Regions from separate parts of the Sus scrofa genome. Here regions 1, 2 and 4 are each linked to region 3. Evidence: chromatin contacts called from public HiChIP or PLAC-seq and promoter capture Hi-C data. All regions are on one chromosome and are shown on one strand. The core of a region is the stretch at or near the end of the contact, and the rest is flanking DNA. Distances in the headings are between cores, read along the strand shown.

Region 1 (2,700 bases), core at 57-2,556, 160 kb after region 3:
TCAATGGTACATGGTATAGTCTACTGGGCTAGAACTCAGAACAGGCTCAGAATATGGCAAAATTTGTCAGTAAGACTATTTCTGAGGCAAATGACATAATGAATTATAGTAATTATGGAGGGAAAGAATAAAATAGGATTAGATCTCCATGTAGAATGTTTTTTGATGATTGATTCCGTAATCCCGCCATGGGCTCTTCCAGATCAGGCCTGGAAAATCTTCAGAAGTATTTTCAGAAGGATTGGTGATCTTCCCAATTCAAATAATAAAGTTTTTCCTAAGAATGACTAGTTGAAATCACTCATATTTTTGGTATGAAATAGGATGATGAAAATGGGTGGTGGTGCATGCATGTGCATGGGTGCACAATTTGGAATGCTTACTTTCACTGCCAATTTTCATAGTCTGGTGGTTTGGAATGTAAACATAGAAAAAGAATAGATATGTTTTTGCATCTCACCAGCCTTGCACGACTACTTTGATTTACCATTTGGTTTGGAGCAGATGTTTGGGTATTGATTAAAGAGCAACTATTTCCTCAAATATCCAAGGAAAATACTAAGCTTTTATCATCTCAGGAGGTAATAAAGGACAAACTTTCTTAGTCACTTGGAAAGAGGTTAGTTTTTGTTTGAGGAAAAATAATAGGTTGATGGTCTTGAATGTACAAATCAATCTTTGGGCCAGTCCATGTCAGCCTTATTTGGAGCAAAGAGCACAGAAGAGGAGTCTACAGTTTCTTAGAATTGAGGATCTCCGAGGATTCTACTCATCTCAAAGCAGTTTTCATACATGATCACCTTAATAAGCAATCATGTGTGACTTCCTTCCAGAATCCAGAAGCGTCTAGGGTAAAAACGGCTTTTAAAATTTCTTCACTTAAGGCCACTTGACTGCATGTCTCTTGAGAAAGAGTGAGTGCCATTTTGACGCTTTTGTTCTAATGACAGTCGTTGGGGCCATTGGGCCTCACTATCTGGCCTAAGGCATGAGGTTCTCCTCTTGGTTAGGTAAGAGCCTTGAGTGGAAAGTGTGGAGATTCCCAAAATTTCCCTGGAAAGTCCCCGCAAGTGAATTGGGGAACATTATCTTTGGAAATCCCATCTTTATCACCAAAACTTAGATGTTGTTTCTGAAGCTAATTATTTTTCATTCCATTTTTTGGGAAAGATTATTTATTTATTTATTTGCAGGCCCAGACAAACTTGACTAGAAAAGAAGCCCGGGCAGGGGTTAGGATGAGCCCATGACGTGCCACGCGCTCCAACCAATTGAAAAACCACGAAAGGGGGAGGGCGGAAGTGACGAGTCGTATCCCTCCGCGGGGCGAGAGGGTCGGTGGGGGGAGTCGGCGTCTCTCTCCCCCGCGCCAGCTCCCGTACACGGAGCCGCATTCCTCGGCCCCCCCGCCCCCCTCCCTCGGGGGCCCCCCGCCCCCCTCGGGAAAAAAAATCCACCTCAAATCACTCGAACCCGAGGGAGGTTTCCTTTCACCCTCGGGGAGACTAGCTTTCAACGGTTCCCTCTTCTCCGTCTCCCCCCAAGCCCCCGTCCCCTCCCCTGCTCCCACCCCCTTCTCCCGGCGCGGGGTGCAAGGTCCCTTTAAGGCGACGGCGCCTTCCTCGGGTCAGACTACCGGCGGCGACGACCACGGGAGGTGAGTGAGCGAGCGAGCCTTCTCTCTCCCCACCCCCTTCTCCCGGGGGTTCCGTTATCTTTTCGCTCGGCGAGGCGTTCCGAGGCGAGACAATGAGAGGGGGATGGGGCGGGAACGCGAGGGGTGGGGGCGGGGGCCCGGTGGCGCGCGCCCCCGCCCCCCTCGAGTGGCGTCGCGGCCCGCGGCGGCGGCGGGCGTGGGGTGCGGCGCGCGAGAGCGTGTGTGAGTGCGTGCGCCCCGGGAGCCGCGCGAGTTGCGCGGCGGGCCGGGCCGGGGAGGCCCCTGCCTGCCGGCCGCCCCCGCCCCCCGGCGCCTGCCGCGGCGCGCGCGCGCGCACTCGCGCCCCACGGCCCCGCACACAGCCGACGTCCACACGCACACCCGGCGCGAGGCGTCTCGGAGGAGTGGGCGGGCGCGGGCGCGGGCGGCGGCCCGCCGGGGAAGGGGCGGGGGCGCGGGCAGCAGCGAGACGGCGGGGCGCGGCGGGAGGGGCTGGCTAGGGGGCGAGGCCGCGCCGGGGAGGCGGGCGGGAGGGGCGGCGGGCCGAGGTCCCCCGGGGGTGGGGTAGGGGTAGTGCTGGGTCCTCTCCGCCCCACCCCCGCCGGGCCAAGAGTGGGGCTCTCTTTTTGAGCTCCAGGAGGAAAATGAGTGATTGCTTAGCCGCTCCCTTGTGTTATGTAATTCCCGCTCGGTCGTATAGTACATCCCAAGCCTTAGCGCACCGCTGTTAGTTTACAAAGTCTCCTCCCCCCCAGCCCCCCTCCCCGCGCTCTAAGATTTCTTTGGGCTGGCGCCGTGATTTACAAAATGGGATGGGGCTTAAAATCTTTATTTTCCGATGATTATATCCTGCCGCGGTGGGCGCCATGTTTATCCCAGGGACTATTTTTCTAGGTTTTTAGCACCTTCTGAAAAGGAGTGATGTCGTTGATTCACCTGCTTTCTCTCCTTTCTACGAGTTGTCCTGATTTCTTCGCCTGTCACACGGGGGATTCCCCCAAATTGTTGCTAATGCTGGACGTTTCTCTGCTTGTCTTGGACAT
Region 2 (2,700 bases), core at 113-2,612, 170 kb before region 3:
CGAGCATTTGTCCCCAAAAAGACCACCAAAACAAAACAAAACACCAACCCTGAAAGAATGGAGTTATCATCTACTGAAAGGGGAAGGGCTGCTGGGCTGCTGGTGAGGCCGTGTAGACCGGGAGGTAGAGATGGGTTTACTTAGGAGCACGTTGACTTTGAATTGTTCATTAGACATATAAGGGAAAGATGACATGTAAGCAGTTGGATAATTCAGGTCTGGAGTTTAGAAATCTGGGATGGAGACAGAAATTTGAACTCATTGGCATATAAATGGTACATTAAGCCACGAGACAGAGATGAGTAAAGATGAATGTGTACACTGAGATGAGTAAAGATCCAAAGACTGAATCCTGGGGGTACTCTAAGAAGTAGGAATAAAAGAAATCTGCAAAGGAGACCGTGAAGAAAAATAATGAAGTAGGAAAAAAACAAAAACAAATTGGTGTCCTGAAAGCTAAGAAAGTATAATTAGGAGGAGGGACTGCCGGTCAAAGGCTGTTTATGGGTCAAATAACATGATGCATAGAGCATCTTTCCATAATATCTTTCCTGCCAAACAGACCCTATTCATTCCATTTATATGGTTTACTCCCTGTACTGAAACACTCCACAGAGGGAACTATCCCCCTTGTGATTTAGAATTCATTAAATATGAGCCCAAATACTGCAGAGTAATGATTAAGAGTTAGAGAACTCCTCAGGTTGACACAGTCTTCCATAGGATCCATCCTTTCACCACTTTTGGGTAGATTTGGAGCAAGGAAAAGTGAGAGCAGCACACGCCACCCCCGACCCCAGCACTCAGTTTTCATAGAATGTCAGAATTAGAAGTGACGTCGGAGAACTACTAGAACTGAATCAAAGCCGCCGCTCTAAAGACAAAGAGTAGCCATGGAGTTCCCGCCAGGGCACAGTGGGTTAAAAATCTGACTGCAGCAGCTGGGGCCGCTTCCGAGCTGCAGGTTCAATCCTCTGCCTGGCGGCCTGGCGCAATGGGTTAGGGATTCAGCATTGCCACAGCTGTGGCTTGGATTCAATCCCTGGCCCCAGGAACTTCCATATGCTGCAGGTGCAGCCATAAACTTAAAAAAAAAAAAAAAAAAAAAAAAAGTGAAGCCAAAAGGGGAAGAGGCTGTTAGTGAAACCCAACAGTCATCGATGGCTATGGGTGTCCCTCCTCCAACCAAAAAGAAATAAAAAGAAGAGAGTGGGGGAAATGCTGAATCATAGAGCACTCATCCCAGATCCCAAGGCGGCGGCGGCGGCGGCGGCGTCTGCTGCCCGGGCTTCCCCAGGCTGAGCTCCGTCTCAGGCGCGCCGCGGGCACCCGGTGGGGACCTTTTCTGCCGCCGGCGCCGGGGCCCTTCCAGTTCTCCCTCGGCGTCCGCGACCATGGCGGCGGCCGCCTGCACGGCCGCGGGCGGAGGTCTGCTGCGGGCAGGCCTTGAGCGGCTGCTGCGAGGAGGAGTTCGGGCGCTCCTCCGGCCGCGACTTGAAGGGGTCACCCCCCGCTCGGAGCGCGCCTTCAGCCTCTCTCTCAGTCGGGTGAGGGCCGGGTCTGAGTTCTGGGTCTGAGTACTGTTTGGGGGGGCGCGGTTGAGACCTGGTGAGGCCCCGGCCTGGGGTGGTGGGCTCTTTTTCAGGTGCTGGCGGCCAGAGGAGGAGGCCTTTGCAGGGAGACTCGCTTATCGTTGTTCCCCCGGCCACCAGAGCACGGTCATTGTGGAGCGTTGGTGGAAGGTGCCGCTAGCCGGAGAGGGCCGGAAGCCGCGTCTGCATCGGCGACACCGCGTCTACAAGCTAGTGGAGGACACGAAACATCGGCCCAAAGACAATCTGGAGCTCGTCCTCACGCAGTCGGTGGAAGGTAAGGCCCGGACAGAGATACTTCCTATCTCAGGCTGGTCCTGTTTGGTATCAGTTTTTTTTTTTTTTTTTTTTTTTTTTTTGCCTCTTTGACTACTTTGCTGGAATAATTAGCTCTCTATTTGAGAAAAGGGAGCCCTAAAAAGTACTGTGATTGTGACATTGGCCTCCTACCTAGAAGATTAGAAGATAAATGCAGCAGCGTCATTAACGGTGTGTATGGGAAGAGAAGTCTGACAGTACGTGCCATAAATAGTGAAATCCTGTGATAGGACAGCACGTCACGTTGCACAGGGAACATTCATCAGGCCCTAAAGAAATGAATGAGAAGTCTCTTACGTGTTGCTCCTAGTGGATACTGATATTTTTTTCTAAAAAGAATAAGCACTGAGAGAAGGCCTTTTTTTCTTGAGTTCTCTCCTCTTTAGGGACTGCTAGATAATTCTGATCCGTTTTCTCTATTCTCTGTTGGCAGAACTTGGAGTCCGAGGTGACCTCGTCTCAGTGAAAAAATCTGTGGGCCGTAATCGGCTACTTCCTCAAGGACTGGCTGTATATGCATCTCCTGAAAACAAGAAGCTGTTTGAAGAGGAGAAATTGGTGAGCTCAAAAGAGGGCAGAGAGGGCCTTGGAAGAATTAAAACCTAGATTTACTCTAGCAGCTTCTTTACCTTTGATATTTAATTTGAAAATGAAGTAGGGACTAGAAGAACAGGAATTCAGAAGCCTAGCCTATGCTCAGAATAGTAAGTTACCTTACTGTTAGTTACCTTAGACTTACTTTTCTTTTTTATTCATCTTTAACTTTCTTATTTCTAGCTGAGACAAGAGG
Region 3 (2,700 bases), core at 15-2,514:
GAGACCCTAGAGTCAAAATCCTGGTGTAATATGGGAATTACGGTGGAGAGAAACTATCATGTCAAAGACGACACCATCATTTGGGGGGGGGGCAGAAAAGAAGGTATTCTCGGAGTACGAATACAACACGAAGGGGAGGAAAGGGGCACACAGCAGGACAGAAAAATACAGGGAGTGCTTAACCATAAGGAGAGGGTAACTAAGAAAAGAAAAAGAGTGCGGCGTGGAGGGACGTTGTTGCGGGGGGCGCGGGGGGCGGGGAGTAGGAGCGACCAAAGGTCCCGCCTACTTGCTCTAGAGGGGAGAGGGGACGGTCCAGGGGGCTGAAAGGAGTGGTGGAGAACAAGAAACTACGATGCTCAGGATGAGAACTTAGGGAGGAGGCACTGTGGCTGGGTCAGAAAAGGAAATGCTGTCAGTTAGAAGCAGAAGAGAGTCAATATGAGGAAAGCGAGGGGCACCGAGGAGCAGAAAGCCGCATGCCAAAGGGGAAGGCAAAGGGGCAGAAAGGAAACCAAAGGAATGGGGGCAGGGGTAAAAGCAGTACGGGCAACGGGACACACACCGGAGATTACAGGGAGAGAGGTGGGGGTCCCAGAAACCCAGGGTGTGGGGAGGTAAAAGGGTCAAGCCTCATGGAGAGGCGGGGGTCCGGAGGGCCGGTTCGGCGGTTGCGGGGAGGTGCGGCCTGAGGGTGACAGGGGTAGAAGGAAAATGCAGGGACAGGCGGAGGGGATGGGGCGGTGAGCAGCCCGGATACTCACACCTCCAGAATGCGGTCCCCCTTGCGCACCCCGGCCCGGTCGGCCGCCCCCCCGGGCAGCACGGCGCTCACATGCTGCAGCGGCGCGTACAGCTCCCCGTTGATGCTCCGCAGTTGCCCGCCCTCGCTCACTTGGCCCCGCACGTTGAAGCCGTAGCCGGACTCGGACTTGACAATGCGCACGACCCGCGGGCCGCCGCCTCCCCCGCCGCCGTTCCCGGCGCAGTGGAGCCCAGACCCTCCACCGCCGCCGCCACCTCCGTTCCTGTGAGGGGCTGCGGGGTGAATCCCTTCCCCGTCCTCGTCCGCCATCTTGCGAGCTGAGCGAGCTGTACTCCCACCCCGCTACGCCTCCACTCCCTCCGCGCGTGCTCGCCCTTCTCAGCAGCCGCGCGACCTCCGGCGCGCGCGCTCGCTCTGCCGATCGCGGGACCGGAGTTGGCCACCGAGCTGCCGGCGCGGGCTATGGGGAGGCAGGGGGCGGGGGTGAAAGAGGACGGTTAGACACCGTGAAGCCTCCTGGGAGATGTAGTTTCTGGATGGTGAGGGCTGTGGGGGTAGGGCTAGGCCCAGGACGGAGCTGAAGTTATATGACGCAATTTCGGGCGCAAAGCCTGCTGGGGGTTGTAGTTCGCCCTTTACGCTTTTTTTAGGAGTTTCCTGTTGGACCGTGAGCTGCCAACCCAGCCTCGAGTGTGGCTGACAGGTTCAGCTGTTGAGGTGGGACAAGTTTTATTTTTCTCCTTTCATTTAGTGGCCTCTAAAAACAATAATATTAGGACAAATCGACGTCTGCGATTCAACACAGTCTTAAATTGTAACAACTCGTTTGCTCAATAACTTTGTTTCTACGTTGGTAATTTTATTCCACAACCCCAACAATCTTGTGAGACAAATGGAACATGAATTCATTTCTCTATTTCACGTATTAGGAAACCGAACCAAAGTGAGCTATTAAGTAATAGGAACTAAAGCCCAGTTATTTTTGTGCAACATTATTTTTGTATACCGCAACTACCTAAAAACTATGCCCCACGTATGTGAAAAGCATATGTAGGAGAAACTGTGGTCCCAGTGATTTAGACCTGGATATTAGAGTAGGCCAATTAATCATTTCAGTTTGCAATGATTTGGAGGTTTGGGTGTTTTTGCTTTTTAATTTAAAAATATTCATATATATATTTTTTAGTTGAGGTATAGTTGAAATACAATATTGTGTGTCAGGTATAGTGATTCGCAATTATTAAAGATTATACTCCATTTATAGCTATTATAAAATATTGGCTCTATTTCCTGTGCCACACAGTATATACTTGTAGCTTATTGATTATATACACAGCAGTTTGTACCTTTTAATCCCCTACCACTATTGTGCCCCTCCCTCATTCTCTCTCCCCACTGGTAACCACTAGTTTGTTTTCTATTATCTGTGCGTCTTTCTTTTTTGTTATATTCACTAGTATTTATTTCTTAATTCCACGTATAGTGATAACAGACATTATGGAGCAATGATTTTGAAGTTAACCTTTATTTGAAATTCATTTTGTTCTTCCCATCATCACAGTGGAGTTCTTTTCTTTGTCTTTTTTTTTGCTTTTTAGGGCCACACTTGTCAGCATATGGTGGTTCCCAGGCTAGGGGTCTAATTGGGGCTATAGCTGCCAGCCTGTACCACAGCCACAGTAACACAGGATCTGAGCCAGGTCTGTAACCTACACCACAGCTCATGGCAATACCGGATCCTTAACCCACTGAGCAAGGCCAGGGATCGAACCTGAAACCTTATGATTCGTTTCCGCTGTGCCGCAATGGGAATTCCCAAGTTCTTTTTTTTTTTTTTCAATGGCCATACCTACCGTGTATGGAAGTTCCCGGGCCAGGGACTGAATCCAAGTTAAGCTTCAACCTGTGCCACAGCTGCTGTGGCAATGCCAGAT
Region 4 (2,700 bases), core at 6-2,505, 250 kb before region 3:
AATCCGACTGGGAACCATGAGGTTGCAGGTTCGGTCCCTGCCCTTGCTCAGTGGGTTGACGATCCAGCGTTGCCGTGAGCTGTGGTGTGGGTTGCAGACGCGGCTCGGATCCCGCGTTGCTGTGGCTCTGGCGTAGGCCGGTGGCTACAGCTCCGATTCAACCCCTAGCCTGGGAACCTCCATATGCCGCGGGAGCGGCCCAAGAAATAGCAACAACAACAACAACAAAAAAGACAAAAAAAAAAAAAAAATCCTGACTGAGCACCTGCCTTATTCTAAGCACTGTCTTTGTGATGCTTACAGTCTAGTAAGGGAGGAAGTCATGAAACAATCACATAAATAAATCACAGGAAGAACTGTGAACAGTACCATAAAGGGGAGTATGGGGTGCTGTGAAGGTAGAGAACAGAAGCCCTTAATATCAATGGTGAGGATATCAGCGAGGGCCTCCAGAGCCAAAAGATGAAGAGGGAGTGGTCCTAGGAGAGGAAAGAGTTTAGGCAAAGGCCCTAAGGAGGGAATGAAGGATAGTGACTGTACCTGGAGTACAGTTGATGGCCTCATCTTTTCCGTGGTAGTCTGTGCTTCCTAGAGCTGTCTTCAAGGAGGGGAAGGAGGGAGGAGACATCCTCCATGTTTACAGTTTAACACACTTCTAACAAGAATGGGGGGTTGCCACCGTGCTTGCCGCCAGCCTGACCTGGGCTCTGATGGAACCAGCTCTGTCCTCAGTGTCTCTGTGTCCAGAAATCTTGAGGCTGGTCACGTTTCCTTGGTCCCGTGTAATTCAGAGAAATAGTCACCGCAAATCACCCTGTCTGGGAGCAATGTGAATGGCTCTAGACGGGAACAATGGGGCCCAAGGCAGGATTCCGGCAAGGAGGGTTTTGCAGAAGTTACCTTTTGTGTTGCCACGGCTGTGGGCTTCACCTAGGAGGGCTGGGGTGGGGCCAGTGTAGCACAGAAAGATAGAGGCCACTGCTCCCTAAAGGGCTGTCACCCTTTTCGCTGCAGCCCTTCCCCAACTCCCCAGCGGCCTGGGCCCAGCAGAGAAAACCTCAGGGGCGCAGGGCTGGCTTTCTGCTGGAAACCCGAAGGAAGGAGTTAAGAAGGCCGGCCTGATGGCTGCAGAGACAGAGCTGTGTTTATCCAGGAAAAGAGGTCGTACGTTGGCAACGCAACGGAGGCCCCTGCCAACTCCTCCCAGAAGGACTGGGCTGGGGTAGGAAGCTGTTCCCCTCCGGTTCTGAACGCCTCCTGGCCAGAGGCCAGGACCCAGAGGCGGCTCGCAGGTGAGGCCTGCCCTCCAGGTGCCGACGGAGCCGCTGCAGTGGGCTCAGACTCCCAAGCAGAAGGTCGGAACATCGTGCTCCCCCAGGTGCGGGCGAGAGGGTGCGGTAAGCAGCGCGCGGCGGCGGCCGGGCCTCCCAGAGTCCCCTCACGGGTGGTGGAGAATCAATGCTGCCTTTGTGCTCAGCGGTTTCCTAGGGAGAAAAGGAGTGGAGAGAGGGAGGGACGGCCCAACCGCTGGGCCCGCGCTGCGGACTTGGGATGAGGTAGGGCTAGGAGGCAGGGAGCAGGACGGACAGGGCCTTAGGGGGGTGGGATCCTGTGCCCCGCAAAGGTACATCTCCTTGAAGCAGCTCTGGGTGCTCGCAGGGCAGCAGCCAAGTGTGCAGCGAGTCTGCTTCTGGCCTGGAACAACTCAGGAGGCGAGGGAGGAGCAAGAGAAGGCAGGTGGGGATAGGGCCGAAGGATGGCTCAGCTTGAGAAGCTAGCCCTGCCGCAGGGGAGGGAAGCTGGGCGTGGAGGTGTCCCAGGGGGTGCCAGATCGGGCCTAGTAGGAGAGCCTGAGTCTTCCCGCAGGATGTCTCTTGGGGGAGCTTGTATATGTTTGGGATTCTGGATCTGGGTGGGAGCTTGTGGTTACAGATCTTTTGATAATGCAGATGTTACTCTATTCTAAGAGAAGCTTAGCGTTCTAATGAGTGTTCAGCCTTCTACCTCCGGAGTGGGTGGACATCTTTGTTACCAATGAGAGAATCTGTGTACTCGGATGTCCAAGGCCTGATCTGAAAATGTGACAGTTTAGCCAGGGGCCCCCAGACTTTGCCGCCTTTTGTCCCACCCCACTCCCACCCCCCACCTCAGCTCAAACAGGGACCAGTGCTCCCTGTGGGTCGTTAAAGAAGGGAGTGGCTGCGGACCACCAGGTGTTTGCAGCATCACCCACTTCGCCCTCCCCTTCCTTTCTCGGCCAGGCCTCCTTACGAGACGCTGGATTTGGACCCTCTCGGCCTCGGAGAATTCAGACTTTCAGCCCCCTGCCCCGCCGCATGTGGCTCTTGGAAAAAGCTGGCTACAGGGTGGGGGCGGCGGAGTCTCGGGCTCGGTGGGCGCCCTCCAGCCTGTTTCCTAAGCGCCGCACCCCCGGCCAGCTGGCTCGCGCCTGCCCCAACGTCCTCACCCCCGATCGTATCCCGCAGTTCATCATCCCGCCTCGGCTCTCCGACCCAGGAGGCGCCGAGCCCCCGGGCGGGCGCGACGCGGGCGGGCGCGGCCTCCCTACGGCCTGTTCGCTGCCGCACCTGGCTGGCCGCGAAGGCTGGGCCTTCCTGCCCGAGAGCCCGCACACGCGCCGGCGCGAGTCCCTGTTCCATTCGCCGCCGCCCGCCCCGGCCGGGGGGCTGTCCCCCGCGC

The links. Promoter capture Hi-C pulls out the DNA fragments that hold promoters and counts their contacts. HiChIP or PLAC-seq counts read pairs in DNA pulled down with a chosen protein or histone mark.
Region 1: an H3K27ac HiChIP or PLAC-seq map of alveolar macrophages shows a contact between it and region 3. The contact joins the promoter of POGZ here to the promoter of SNX27 in region 3. A contact is called at or near these places in 1 of 5 promoter capture datasets (fetal liver), 1 of 47 Hi-C or Micro-C datasets (embryonic fibroblasts) and 1 of 2 datasets of contacts at active chromatin or transcription factors (alveolar macrophages).
Region 2: a promoter capture Hi-C map of liver shows a contact between it and region 3, with 3 times the contacts expected there. The contact joins the promoter of MRPL9 here to the promoter of SNX27 in region 3. A contact is called at or near these places in 1 of 5 promoter capture datasets (liver) and 1 of 2 datasets of contacts at active chromatin or transcription factors (alveolar macrophages).
Region 4: a contact with region 3 is called in a promoter capture Hi-C map of liver, with 4 times the contacts expected there. The contact joins the promoter of C2CD4D here to the promoter of SNX27 in region 3. A contact is called at or near these places in 2 of 5 promoter capture datasets (fetal liver and liver) and 4 of 47 Hi-C or Micro-C datasets (embryonic fibroblasts, epiblast stem cells and liver).

What each region holds. Positions count from the first base shown.
Region 1 is chr4:97,775,273-97,777,972 of Sscrofa11.1, forward strand. It overlaps POGZ (pogo transposable element with ZNF domain), which reads left to right and starts at 1,307. Exons shown (of 19, transcript XM_005663451.3): 1 at 1,307-1,657.
Region 2 is chr4:97,446,798-97,449,497 of Sscrofa11.1, forward strand. It overlaps MRPL9 (39S ribosomal protein L9, mitochondrial), which reads left to right and starts at 1,363. Exons shown (of 6, transcript XM_003355177.4): 1 at 1,363-1,547; 2 at 1,713-1,869; 3 at 2,344-2,468. The coding sequence starts at 1,395. It overlaps OAZ3 (ornithine decarboxylase antizyme 3), which reads right to left and starts at 1,696. Exons shown (of 6, transcript NM_001301406.1): 1 at 1,606-1,696.
Region 3 is chr4:97,619,552-97,622,251 of Sscrofa11.1, forward strand. It overlaps SNX27 (sorting nexin-27), which reads right to left and starts at 1,265. Exons shown (of 12, transcript XM_003125761.6): 1 at 765-1,265. The coding sequence starts at 1,075.
Region 4 is chr4:97,366,117-97,368,816 of Sscrofa11.1, forward strand. C2CD4D (C2 calcium-dependent domain-containing protein 4D) reads left to right here and starts at 1,256. Exons shown (of 2, transcript XM_005663439.3): 1 at 1,256-1,378; 2 at 2,262-2,700. The coding sequence starts at 2,337. LOC110260324 (a long non-coding RNA gene) reads right to left here. Exons shown (of 4, transcript XR_002343438.1): 4 at 1,372-1,484.